Linked DNA regions of Gossypium hirsutum: regions 1 and 2 are each linked to region 3. Evidence: chromatin contacts called from public Hi-C data. All regions are on one chromosome and are shown on one strand. The core of a region is the stretch at or near the end of the contact, and the rest is flanking DNA. Distances in the headings are between cores, read along the strand shown. Region 1 holds the start of LOC107951612. Region 2 holds the start of LOC107951611 (40S ribosomal protein S18). Region 3 holds the start of LOC107952014.

Region 1 (5,000 bases), core at 2,198-4,697, 200 kb after region 3:
AAATAGAAGGGATCGGAAAACACAAAATCCTAAGGAATTCCGAAGGAATCACAAGAAGGTTCCCTCAAGTAAGAAGGGAAAATCTAGCCTAGCCATCTTTCATCTTTGTAATAAGCATGCTAGCACCTGCACACATCTTTAGGGGCCAAAACTAGAAGAATATAATAAAACTAATTCCCAATTTTCCAATTCCAAAAGCAAACAGTACTTTTCACCATTTTGGTAATAATGTCCTTCAAATTGTGCTATAGTTGACCTCCAGCTCATAGTGTAAACACGTAACTACTGAAGATCAGCAAAATAACTCCTCTTATAAGTCTTTCAGATGCAAAATTTGAGAATTAAACAGAACATATTTGAAATAAGAGATATAATTCTCAAACAAATTGTAGGCTTCTAACATATTAGTAAACCTACATTGCTCCGACTCTTTATTTTCCTTTAAACACTCATGTCTGAGACCGGCATTCAATACAAATCTAGACACAGGTATGGGGATATGACCCTCTGGTACACAAGAAAGAAGGAAGAGACATGACAGTCAAATTGAAAATGACAGCAAAGGACAAAGGATATGTCATACAATTTCAAAAAGGCAATTAAGGAAAAGTGATATTCATCCAACCTTAATAGTGAGCCTGGAGACAATATTTCAATGAGCTACATTAAATATAAAATGGCATAAGGCCTATCTTTATGCGCCCACATGCATTAAGGTATTCATAACAGAATTCCAGAATGAACACATTCCAAGAGTGAAAGGCAGATACAGGAGAAAACAAACAATTTCAAACAGGCTATATCAGGTTCAAGTTCAAACCATTTCAGGACTGGGTTGTATCTTGGGTTTGAGGAACATTGTTATTAAATATATTTTTTTTATTAAGTTTGAGCTATTATGAATTTAAATCAGGTCAATCTCAAGTTTGGATAATTGGGGTTCAGGTTGCTTCATGTTTGGATTCTTTTAGGTTTAGGGTGTTTGGCTTTTATGATAATTTAGATATGCAAGAGTCTGGATCTGGATTTTTTTCCAGGCAAGTTTATGCATTCAGATTCATTTTCTGCCTCAACTGCGAATGATAAAACAGTAAAAAAGAACAACAAACCTGAAGGTAATTGAGGATATCCATTGTTGTTACCCTTGATCCTCCCTCTTGTTGTCTCCAAATCCACTGATAAAGTTTTTCCTGAAAGCAAGTTGAAATGTCCTATTAGCTTAACTTCTAACTCGCAACTAGAAGCACTTCACAGATGATTGGATAAGCAAGATCCCAAATAAAGGCTGAAATTTTATAATTTCATAGATTTTACACTCAATATTGTGTGAAAATATACATAGACCTTTGCTCTTAACAAAGGAAACATGCAGAATTTACAAGACATCCAGAGTCCTCTTTAGAAATTAAACTTCCAAGTTGAATATAATAACTGTAAACCATGTCTGAGCACATTTGAGAGAGCTGACTCTATCAACGATTTATAATCTGCCGTCAAACTGCCAATACACCCTTCCCTTTTTTAGTTACTATTTTTTAACACTAAAAGAAATTAACATCAAAACTCTGGAAGGCTTCTAAATAAAATGGTTGCATGATTATGGTTAACAAGTTTCCATTCAAGCTTTAAACAACATACATTTAAGCAAACAATACCAATGGTTTCGTTAGCTACACTTTTAAGAAGCCTAAGGAAGTGAAGACTGAAATCTTAACCTAAAAGATGAAAGAAAAACTTCAGTATTTCAATTTCCACACTCCTCCAATTTAACAAATAAGGCAATGCAATAAGAACGCACTGAGCCTAAGAAGGGAAAAGGAAGTTCTTTTGTTGATTTGAAAACCTTTTTTATTATGCATCAATGCCCACCAAAAGATTAGCTCAACTCAACCTCACCATGAGTTTAAACACCATGAAGCAACTGGTTCCACTCTTAGAAATAAGTATAACACAACAACAAATCGACATACTAACCACAACCTTTTTTTTTTTTTTGGTTAATTACAGTTACGTTTCTAAACAAAATTAAGATGCACCACACTGCCTTCAAGCTAAATCACACAAACATACAAATGCAATAATCCGGCTTTTCTAAAGCATGTCTGAACACATTTGAGTGAGGCGACTCCATCAAAGATTAATAATCTTCCGTCAAACTGCCAATACGCCCCTCCCATTTTTTACCCCATTTAATAACACTAAAAAGAGGTAACATCACAACTCTGGAAAGGGTTCTAGAAAAGCTGGATTGATGACTCTGGCTAACAAGTTTTCATTCAAGCTTTAAACAGTATATACTTAAGCAAGCAATATCAATGGTCTTATTAACTTCAGTACTTCAATTTCCAAACTCCTCAGTTTTCACAAATAAGGCAATGCAATAAGAGAGTATTGAACCTAAGAAGGAAAAGGGAAATTCTTTTGTAGACTCGAAAACCATTATTATAAATGTATCAATGCTCACCAAAAGATTAGCTCAACTCGAACCTCACCAAGAGTTTAAACTTACCACACCAACCGGTTCCACTCTTAGAAATAAGTAGAAGATGACAAAAAAAATCAACATATTAACCACAACTTTTTTTTTTGTTAATTACAATTATCATTTAGGTTTTTGAACAAAATTAAAATGCACCAAGTTGCCTTCAAGCTAGAGCACACAAACAAAAAAATGCAATATACCCAGAAACACAAGCAGAACAAAAGCTAATCATATTAACGCAAAACCAGCAAATCCCTAACCGTATCCACATAAAAAATACGTTCTTTTTTTGCAATAATTATTAAATATAAATATATAAATATATATATAGCAGGCTAGATTGATCAAAATCATAACTTTAAACTACCTAAGTAAAACACAAAATCATGATTCAAAAATCGGATACAAAAACCCATCAATATAATATTGCATACGAATAAAGACACAAAATTTTAACGAAAGAGAGAGTACAAGGCTATGGCCTTTTCCGGCTTGAAAGGAGAGTTTCTGCTGGTTCATAGCCTGAGTATAAAGTTGAGACAAAGAGTTAGCAGCGCTGCAAAACGAAGCATACATAGTCCGATCCACCTCATCAAGGCTCGTCGCTATTGACTTCCTTTTCTTCCCCATATTCCTCGATTGGGTTCTGATCGAAAAAGCTTTTAGAAGCTTTTCACGATTGATGAAAAAAGAGAGAATTTTTCCCTTTTTTCTTTCTTTTTTAAATATTTTTTTTCTGGTTATTTTGTATAAGAGAGAAAGGTTGGTTCGTTTTTGGTAACTTTAGTTTGAAGACAAAGAGAGGCTGGAGGGACAGTTTAAACAGTGCGGTTGAACCGCGTAACATAAATGGATACAGCTTTTAATTGACGTTTGGATTTTGAATAATAAAATAAGCACTTTAAAAAGGAGATTCAATGTTTTGGTAATTAGTTCACACCGTCCATATTCCAACGTTTGTACGTGCTTCTTAAATAATCCATATACCTTTATTTTTATTTTAATATTATAACCTTGTTGATGGCTTAATTGAACAAGGTGGAGAATGGACATAATGATGGGGATATGTAATGCATCTCGTTTAGTACAAGGCAAAGGTTCGTTAGATAAGGTGATTGGAGATGGTAGAAGATAAGCGCTTATTGAAGCTGAAATGAGAACAGGTGAGAGAGAGAATGGTTCACCTCCTATCAATCTTTCAAGTGTTGGTCCATGGTCACACTTTTGACTATCATATCATCCATATAGACCTACATATGTCTTTTAATTTGCTTCTTAAAAACATTATTTACCAATTTTTGATAAGTGGCCCTTGTTTTTTTTAGGCCAAAAGATATTATCTTGTAATAGAATAGGTCATCTTTTATAATAATATAGGTTTTCTCTTGATCATTGGAATTTATTTGGATCTGATTGTACTCTGAAAATACATCCATGAAGCTCATGCACCTATGACTAGCGGTTGAATAAACTAACTTATTGATAGACAGTAGGGGAAAGTTATCATTGGGGTATGCTTTGTTGAGGTTGGTGAAGTCCATGCATATTCACCAATTCCTATTGGGTTTATTAACCATCACTACATTTGACACTTAATCTAAATAGACTACATTTCAGATAAAATAGTGGATAGGAGCTTGGTTACTTTAGTTTTGGCCCATTGGATTTTCTTATTCAAAAATTCTCTTTTCTTCTGTTTAATCGATTTTTCCAAGCTGTAACATTCAATGAATGGACAATTACTAAAGGGTCGATGCCTAGCATGTCTATGATGGTCCATATGAAGATATCCACGTTGTTTCTCAATAACCTTGTTAGAGCTATTCTTTCCAATTTGGGGAGACTTGCCACTATTTTGGTTATTTTATCCGCCTCACTCTCAAATAGGGAAAAGTTCTTTATTTTCTCTGTAGATTTTACTTTATATAAGCTCAACTCCAATCCTATGTATAGACTTTCCAACTTCAATGTGATTTTATTTAAGAAATTCACCTAATTGTCAATGTTTATTTGAAGAAGTCTTGTTGTGTCTTTCTTACTCCTCACTCTATTTTTCAATGGGTTCTCTTATTGTGTTAACTACAATGATAAGATGTGGCAATTTTTTTTTGTTGGTTGACCTCTATATGTCAGTTCCTTGAGGGGTTGGGCATTTAGTTGTTACACTAAAGGTAGCTAGAATTAACTTAGCTTTTCTTATTAGTGGCCTTCCAAATATGGCATTGTATGTGAAAGGTTGGTCCACAATTAACAATTCGATGTTAATTATGACTGTGTGCTCCCCATCACTCATAGTTACAAGTAAGATAATATAACACCCCTCACCCGTATCCGACGCTAGGATAGGGTTCGTGGTGCTACTCGACTCAAACTCAACCAACTGTATAAAACTGGGCCGTAAATTTTCAAACAATTTAAAAATTTCTCTTTTCACAAGCAATCTATCTCATATACGGGCTTACGAGGCCTAAAACATACATCCGGGGTGGTTCGAAACCCAACCGAGAACTCATGAAAA
Region 2 (4,592 bases), core at 1,632-4,131, 220 kb after region 3:
AATGAAAAGTTGTGGCTTGATCGATCCAGAACATTCCAAAAATGCAAAAAAAATAGTCAAATACAAGCAAGATAATCATCAATACCAAAACAAATATTATAACCAGTAAGACTATGAAGATAACCAGTACAATCAAACCCATATGGACAAAAAAAAATACCACTACAATCTTAAGTGGAATAGCCACCCATGCATTATCAACAGTCTTTAAATCAACCTAATCTTGTTGGTGGCAACTAGTAATCGAAACCTTAAGGAGTCAATAACTCGACTTTTTTACCCAAATAATATAAAAATAATAATTAATTACAAAAAAATATAGAAAATAGATTAATTACGAAAATAGGCATTTGTTATAGTGTTCGGACGGTGCCGCTTGACATATTGGGGGCACCATACTAAAATATGATGACCTAAAACATTCAGCGACTTTAAGAGTGCCAACACCAAACTTTAAATAGGGTAAATTATTTCATAAACCTCCCTTATTTATTATTATCTTTTATTCCCTTTTAACACCAAAAATATAAAAATCTCTTACCAATTAGTCTGAATTTTTTTACCAAAATGTATTTTTGCAAAAAAAGCTAATTCCAATTAAAAAAAATTTTACTTATTTTTCGAAAAATAATTATAATTTTATTATTAATTTGATTTATGGACATGCAAAAAATCATAATTATAAAAGCATTTAAAAAATCTTATTATGTATACATTATAATTATTAGTTAATTTAGAATTTCTAAATATAATGTTAGTGAAAGAAAATTACAATAAATACAGTTAACTGCTCTGTCAAATATAATTTAAACAAAAAAATTATTTTTCGCAAAATAAGATTCATTTCCAGTTGAGATCGACTTCTTTACAAAAATAGAAAAAACTTTTTGAACTGATTATCAAGAAGCCTTTCTATTTTTTATGTTTAAAGGGATTAAAAGAAAATAATAAACAATATGGCTTGCAAAGCAATTTACCATATTTAAAAGTTTGCGTCACCCTTAAAGTCCTTTTTTCAATTTCCAATCAAAACGAGAAATTTACAGATTAAGTCCCTGAACACTGTAACAAATGCCTATTTTCAATAATATTAAATAAATATAATATATTTTCATATAAAAGCAATCATTTATAAATATGAGCACCCAACATGAACAACCATGTGATGTTAATACCCATATGTGAATAACCCAATCTGGTCATGGACACCACCAATTCTTCAGGACTTGGACTTGAGGTGAAGAAAACATGTGTAATCTTAATCTATCAAAGCAGGTATCCTTAATGTCAATTGATAAAAAGATCAAACAATCGATTAAAAGAGAAACACTACTTGTCTGCAAGGTTTAAAAAACCAACTAAAACAACAAAACCAAATCCAAAATTGTCTTTGATGCAAACATCGCTTAAAAGCAAAGAAATAAATATCTGCCTCATCATACTATAGATTATGTTATGAAGAATTCAACGCTTCTTAGACACACCAACAGTCTTTCCTCGGCGACCAGTAGTCTTGGTGTGCTGACCACGTACACGAAGGCCCCAGTAGTGCCTCAGACCACGGTGGTTCCTGCATCACAGTTTTACATCGATAGTTAGTTCAGTTTCCGTCCCATGCCCCAGTACCCCATAAAATAACATCGCAAATTGTTCATTTAACAATTTATCATGTATACTAACCAAACCAATATATGCACACACAATGTATTCAAATTTCTAAGCTCTGGTTATTGCAGCTATTTTCTCATATTAATCAACGACAAACATCACCAATACAGCATAAGAACTTTGTAACACAAATTGGCAAAAGCAATTGTTCTTTTAAGGCATCAAATATACAAGGGCAAAAGCTAACTCTAGCACAGATCAACAGGAAAAAAGGAATTAACCTGATCTTCTTCAAGCGCTCCAAGTCATCTCTCAACTTCATGTCGAGAGCATTGGACACAACTTGGGAATACTTTCCATCCTTGTAATCCTTCTGCCTGTTCAAAAACCAATCTGGGATTTTAAACTGCCTCGGGTTCGCCACAATCGTCATGAGATTGTCCAATTCCTGTGCAGTCAGTTCACCAGCCCTAATAACGACAAAAGTAGCACCAAGAACCGAAAGCCATTCAGCAATTTAATTATACCAAAGCCTACACTCTTACTCTACATATATACATAATTCGAACCTGGAAGAAAACTCGATCTAAGTTACATTCGAATCAATGCGAAAACTATTGGGATCGAATCATATATCATTGCCTAAACTTTGTACCATAAATCATCTTATTCAAAATTAAGGACTAGAATGGATATATAAACAGTATTTCATTGTACATGCAAATTTGAAAGATAAAAGCAAACCTCTTGTTCATGTCTACATCGGCTTTCTTGCAAACAATGTTGGCGAAACGCCTTCCGATACCCTTGATGGAGGTCAAAGCAAACATAATCTTCTGCTTTCCATCAACGTTGGTGTTCAGGACACGCAAAATGTGCTGAAAATCTTCGTTGGCCACCAGAGACTACACACATAAAACATTAAAATGAGGTTAAAAGCAACAATCTTTGGGAAGAAAATATAAACCCCAATTCAAATAATATAAGTCCCAGTTTACAAACGCTCATAACAACCCCTTTCCAGTTAGTCGGATCAAGAAACAAAGCATGTTAAAACTACAGGAAGAGATGAAGTAATGAATTGATGAGAAGAGAGTTGTGAATATTGGGGATTCGGATGCAAAAGATGGATTTGTAATTACCATTTTTACGGGAGAAAAAGGAGATTCGGCGGAGAGAAGGGGCTCTGGGTTGACAGATGAGCTTTGAAGTATACCAATGGAGGCCAAGCTATAGACTAGGGTTTCTTCTAACAAATTATATATTGATTGCGGTGGGCTTTTAGGGTTGGGTTTTTGGGCTAAAACCCAAAATCATCTTTTACTTTTGGACAACCAATATAAATATCAATATCCATATCCATAAACTTCAAAACAATAATATTTATTAAAATTATTATAATCTAAATAAGAATAAATAAATTAATTAATTAATTTTTTTAAGTGAATAAGTTTTTAAAATGGTAGTTATTTATTTCTTTTATAAGCAAAAATTTTAGTTATTTAGTATTAAATATAAAAGAAAAAGTTGTACCAAAAATATATATAAAAGAACAAGTATCTAAGTGGTAATTATTCCTTAAAGAGTAATCCCTTAATGACTTATTTGATAAATGTGTTAGAATCAAATTTTAATTTTTTTATAATTATTCTAAAAAAGAATTGATAATTTTAGTACGAAATATAGTTTAGTTAATGCCGTTAAAATTTTAATAGTTTAGTCAAATTTTTTTTTCAAAAGAAAATAATTTAACTAAAATTTGAAAGTTAAAGGACCAAAATGATTCAAAAATAAAAAATAAAAATAAAAATCAAAGTGACAAAATGATTAAATGTTAAGGGCTAAATTTATCGTAATGTAAAAAAAAATTGGGTAGAATGTAATTTTTTTTAAAATCCATTGCCTCCTTTATCATATGACTAAATTTCACCTGACAGGGCCTTCAACAAAGAGACTTAATGTTTGATCAACTAAGTTACCAACAACTAATTTCAAAGCCTTGATGCTCTGATACCAATTACAAAGGGATACGGGAGACAATAGATAATATTATAAATTTACAAAATAAAACTAGTAATAAGGAAAATATTTTTTACAAAGAAAGAGAGATTGTTGATAAAAGTAGATATGAAGAGAGGTTGGCGGATGAGAAGTGTATAGGGAAAGGTTTTCTAACTTCGATGCCTCCTTAGGCTTCCTTCATTTATATTTATAGGAGAATTCTTGAACTCTATTTAATTTTCTTTGAATCCTGCATAGTTTTTCTGATAAGTATGATGTTTCATCATTAATTTGATGATTTTTGCCATGACATGGTTGCTTCCACGTTGCTTCCTTTTTTGTCTAGACATGAATGTTGCTTTCTCATGTTACTTCCTTGATATTTTTATTGGTTTCTTCCAATTGGCTTTTATCCTTTCTGAATATTATCTAGATTCATTTCCTCAATTTCATCTAGATGTAATGAATCAATTGACAGTCTTGGTGAGTTCCAATTTTCCCACGTGTTCTTGATTTCTTCTATTATATGTGATGAAAAATCTTCAATCTCTATGTTAACTATATTTTTTATTTCTATCATCCTGAGTGTATCCAACTCCAATATCATATGCCAATATTCTTCTTCTATCAGTCTAGAGGCTATAAGTTTTTTGTTGAAGTAAATATTGGGCTTTGGTCATTAAATCTATTCCTGCTTAGATCTGATAATAACTGGGATTATTGTAACACTTATCAATATTTTTTGTAAAGTGTTCTTTCTCTTTTTTAGCTGCTGAAAGGTTGAGACCTCCAATCATTTTTTTAATGATTCAAATTTGATATGGTTGATAAAATTTTTCTTTTTTAGCTATACCAATAAGACTGTTGATTTCAAGATGAAAATAATAATAAAATCATCTTCATATACCATACGTAATAACATAGTTTTAACAAATGTAGAAAAATCTTTTAATAAATGGAAAGAAAAATTTTGAACTGTTATT
Region 3 (4,438 bases), core at 396-2,895:
TATCTCTCTCAAAAATTTATTATTTAAATCCACCTTCAAAACCTCGATAAACACCCAACTTTACTTTCAAATTAACTTTTCAAGTCAAACATAAAAAAAAAAAAAAGAAAGAAAGAAAAAAACCCAATTTTTAGTTTTTGCAAAAGCTTACTTGGATGAAAAAATTATAAATTAACCCTCTTAATTGCTTAAAAAGTGTTTAGAATCTACATTTAAAATTATTTAAAGCTTATATTTTATATATTTGAATATAATTTAAATTAATTTATTATTTTACCGCTCAACATTATTTATAGCCTACACATTCTAAATTTCTAACAAAAGTTTTCGACACCAATATGAAATACTTGAAATCTTAAATTAAATTAATTTTTTTGTTCACCACAGATTTTCACAATCACATTTCAAAAGCATTGCTTCAAAATCAAAACATAAAAAAAAAAATATAGCATTATTTATAGGGTAAAAAACTAAACAAAAAGTTACGTTTAAATGTTTTCCGCTTTTATAAAAGCTAATTTAGAATAGAGTATTTAAAATGTAGGTAGCTTAAAGGTTTATTTGAAATCTGAGAGGATTTGAATAAAAATATTAAATTTAAAGTATGAGTTTATGCAAAAAATAAATAAACGTTTTAAAAATGAGCCAGAGACTAGAATTCAACCCAACCCAATATAACATGATTATATATATGTTTATTTAATATTTTAAATAGGGAAGGGGTCCACTTACGCCGGTGTAAAACGTAAGTGGTTTTACATTCTCTTGTAACTTTTTATACGATTAATATTCTAATAATTCAACCATTGAATTTATCAGTATATCTGCACTTGGCATGCATGCATATTTTTGAACGATCCGATATCTTTATCATATCGATCTAGAATATTGTCTATATTAATATACATTTAACAGTTGAATTTTTTATACATAAACGAATAGTTAGAAATTTTTAATTTATGCCAAACTTGACATGCATAATCTACATGAAAGGAGAATGAAATATTACAGTCGAATTGTTAAAATATAATTATATAAAAAGTTACGGAAAGATGTAAAACCATTTAAATTTTATATCGATGTAAGTTTATCCCTCCCTTTTAAATATATTATATTTTTATATACATTTATAAATAATAGACCCAAACTCCTGATACCCATATTTTATATCGCCATATCTTCTTAACGATGCAGATTTTGACAAGAGGTATTAGACAGGGTTGCCCTCTATCTCATTATCTTTTTGTCTTGTGTATGGAATGGTTAAGATGTAATATTCGTACTGCTATAAACTCTAGTGATTAGTGTCCTATTCTGCTTTCACGATTGGACTTGCTTTATCTCATGTTTTCTTTGCAGACGACTTAGTTATTTTTTGCAAAGCAGAGTTGGAGCAAGCACAAGTACTTAATAGGATTGTGGAACACTTCTGTGGTTATTCTGGACATAAGATCAATGCCCTAAAAAGTAATATTTTATTTTCTAATGGAACTGGGGATGCCTTAAACAATCAGATTTGTGAGAGATCCTTAGGTTTCAAAAGGTTTAGAATCTTGACTCATATTTGGGGGTGCCTCTTCTCCACGAAAAGGTCACCAATATTACCTTAAGTTTTCTGGTGAAAAAGGTTCGGCATAAATTACAAAGTTGGGATGCTAGACAGTTGTCCTTAGCTGGTAGAGTTACTTTGGTTCAATCTGTCCTTCTCTCAATTCCTAATTATTTTATGCAATTATTAAGGGAACTTGCACAGAAATTGAAAAAATGGCCAGACAGTTTATTTGGGGTTACTCTAGAGGATAGAAAAAGATGGCTTTAGTCGGGTGGAAATCCATCTATTAGCCTTGGTTTTGTGGTGTTCTTGGTCTTCGGTATTTGAGAGATCAAAACACTTCGTTTCTGGTGAAGATTGGGTTCAATTTGGCTTCTAATGATAGTGCTCTTTGGGTCTAAGGCCTTCGTGCTAAGTATGATTGAAAAGAACAACTACTGGATATCATTACTCAAAGTAGATGTTTTTATCTTTGAAAGGGCCCTTTCAAAGGTATGGCTATTATTTCGAGAAATTTTGGCTTGGTCAGTAGGAAATGGTAATAGCATTCATTATTGGAAGGATTCATGGATTCTGACAGTAGGACCTCTGATCATACAAATTCCTACTCACACTAATCTTGCCTTAGATTGCCTTCTCACTAGAATGGTTACACCGAACGAAGCTTGAAATCTTGATCTTTTTTGTGTTTGGTTATCAGAAGATGTCGTTAGATAAATAGTAAGTATTCCTTCCCCCCACTCATCGTTGGGACCGAATAGGATTATTTGGGCTCATACGACGATAGTGTCTTTTTCTGCTTGAAGTGTCTTTTGGTCTTTAAAGGAAAGTACTTGGAATCCTAAAGATGATTTCTGGAAGAACACGCGGAAGTACCAGGGCCTCAGAGAGTCAAATATTTCTTGTGGCTGGTTTCTAAACAAAGATTGCTTACTAATATGAAGCGTACTACGTGAGGAATAGGATATGATAACTTCTGTTCTTTTTGTAGGAACAAAACAGAGGAAATCTTACATGTGCTTCGGGATTGTTCGACAGCGAAACAAGTGTGGATGTAGATTGTCCCTTTGGATCAACAACACATGTTTTTCTCCTAGCCTTTACAGGTTTGGTTAACTTCTAACATTCTTTGTTACAAGATGTTGCTTAGGCGAAGGATAACTTGGTCTTGTCTTTTTGGGTTAATAGCTTGGCATATCTGGAAAAATAGGAATCTATTTATCTTTCAAGGTATCTCTTGGAATGCTCTTGAAATTGTTAAAGTTTCTTATAGTTGCGCTCAACAGTATGAGTTCAGCCATATTGGGTTCAAGCAAAATAATCATCCTACTGGTGTTCGAGCATCCTCGACAGACAATTGGGTACATCTTTTCACTGATGGTGTGGTTGATAGAGGCTCTAGAAGTGTTACTGCTGATGGAGTGCTATGAAAACAAAATGGAAGCTGGATCTTGGGGTACAATCACTATTTGGGAAAGTGCTCAGTTTTCGAGATTGAACTATGGGCATTCTAGATGGCATACTTATTCTACTAGCAAAGGTTTGAACAAAGCCACGATGCAAATCGATAATCTGGAGGTGGTTAGAGCTTTGCCTGATGGTATGTTAGTGGATGTGGGAATTACTGTTATTAGGAGGGTACAATGGATTATGAGAACTGAAGGTCAGTGGCTTATCATGTACATTCCTAGAGAAATTAATCTTGTTGCTGATGGTTTGGCTAAGTTGAGTTTAGAGTGGGAGTCAAGATTATAAGTTTATGAAGACGCCCCTAATGAAGTCTTAGAAGTGTTACAAAAAGATCAAGCCAGTAGGGCTTTTGAACATTTTAATTTGATGTAATTACTTTAGTTTGTTTTATCACAAAAAAAAAGGTAACCCAAACCCATATTATAATTCTTAAAATTTAAAACCTTTAAAGCATGAATTTGACCTAAAAATAAGAGGCATTTTCATGTTCAGCTGTGAGCCTTCATTTTCACCTTTAACTTAAAAGCATGAGATATTTGTTAATTTTCTTTTTTTTTATAATTTTAATCAAAGATTTTAGGTTCAATCAAAATAATTAGTGTACTCGTGAATAGAGGTGAGCTTTCGGTCGAATTGAGTAAAAAAAATTTGAGTTAATATAAAGGTTTTCTTGACATTTCTCTGTCTTGCTTAAGTTGTTCCCCTATTTACATCCTAAATTATTATGATAAATCTGAAAATGACACATATTTTGATCTAATATATAATGTTATGTTGAATTTTGATTTTGTGCAATTATATATATCAAATTTTATTTTGCTTCAAATATATATAAAAAAACTATGATTTTGATTCAATTATATACATTTATAAAAATAAATTAATCTAATTATTTTCATATTTAATAAATATAATAATTCGTGTATGTCACAAGTAAACTTGAAATAGTGTCACACCAGTAATGGTGCTAGCAGTTGAGAAGATTGAACTAAAATAAAAACTTCATGATATAGTTAAACAAAATTAAAGTTCATGTACTATATTACACGTTAAACCAAAATTTATATATAATTCTAAATTCTTATATTTATCCCTAAATTACTAGTTTGAACTTTGAACTATTGTGGAATTCAATAGATTTGTTTGGACCATAATTTGTATGGGTAAAGCCAAGCCGAATAATTTCGAAATAATTCAAGATAGGTTTGGTGAAAATAGCAAACTATTATTTCAAGTTGGATCAAACCTGACCTAAGATAACAATAAAAAATATCATTCTCTAAGCTCAGGATGAACTCAGTTAGACTTATGAACAAATCTCTTTTGAAGCTTAAAATTACTCACTCATTTCTCTTTTTGAAATTTATTTCAAACGTATAAGATTATATGTTTGAAATTTTAAGCTATTACTTGCTT

What was found. A called contact is a pair of places that touch in the nucleus more often than the background predicts.
Region 1: a contact with region 3 is called in a Hi-C map of hypocotyl, with 3 times the contacts expected there. The contact joins the promoter of LOC107951612 here to the promoter of LOC107952014 in region 3. A contact is called at or near these places in 9 of 34 Hi-C or Micro-C datasets (callus, hypocotyl, leaf and 1 more).
Region 2: a contact with region 3 is called in a Hi-C map of leaf, with 3 times the contacts expected there. The contact joins the promoter of LOC107951611 here to the promoter of LOC107952014 in region 3. A contact is called at or near these places in 6 of 34 Hi-C or Micro-C datasets (callus, hypocotyl and leaf).

The regions. Positions count from the first base shown.
Region 1 is chrA02:10,659,070-10,664,069 of Gossypium_hirsutum_v2.1, reverse strand. LOC107951612 reads right to left here and starts at 3,447. Exons shown (of 3, transcript XM_016886713.2): 1 at 2,954-3,447; 2 at 1,110-1,190. The coding sequence starts at 3,112.
Region 2 is chrA02:10,636,461-10,641,052 of Gossypium_hirsutum_v2.1, reverse strand. It overlaps LOC107951611 (40S ribosomal protein S18), which reads right to left and starts at 2,881. Exons shown (of 4, transcript XM_016886712.2): 1 at 2,751-2,881; 2 at 2,353-2,513; 3 at 1,890-2,078; 4 at 1,292-1,570. The coding sequence starts at 2,753. The coding sequence ends at 1,465.
Region 3 is chrA02:10,856,706-10,861,143 of Gossypium_hirsutum_v2.1, reverse strand. It overlaps LOC107952014, which reads left to right and starts at 1,645. Exons shown (of 3, transcript XR_005911929.1): 1 at 1,645-2,272; 2 at 2,544-2,658; 3 at 2,826-3,601.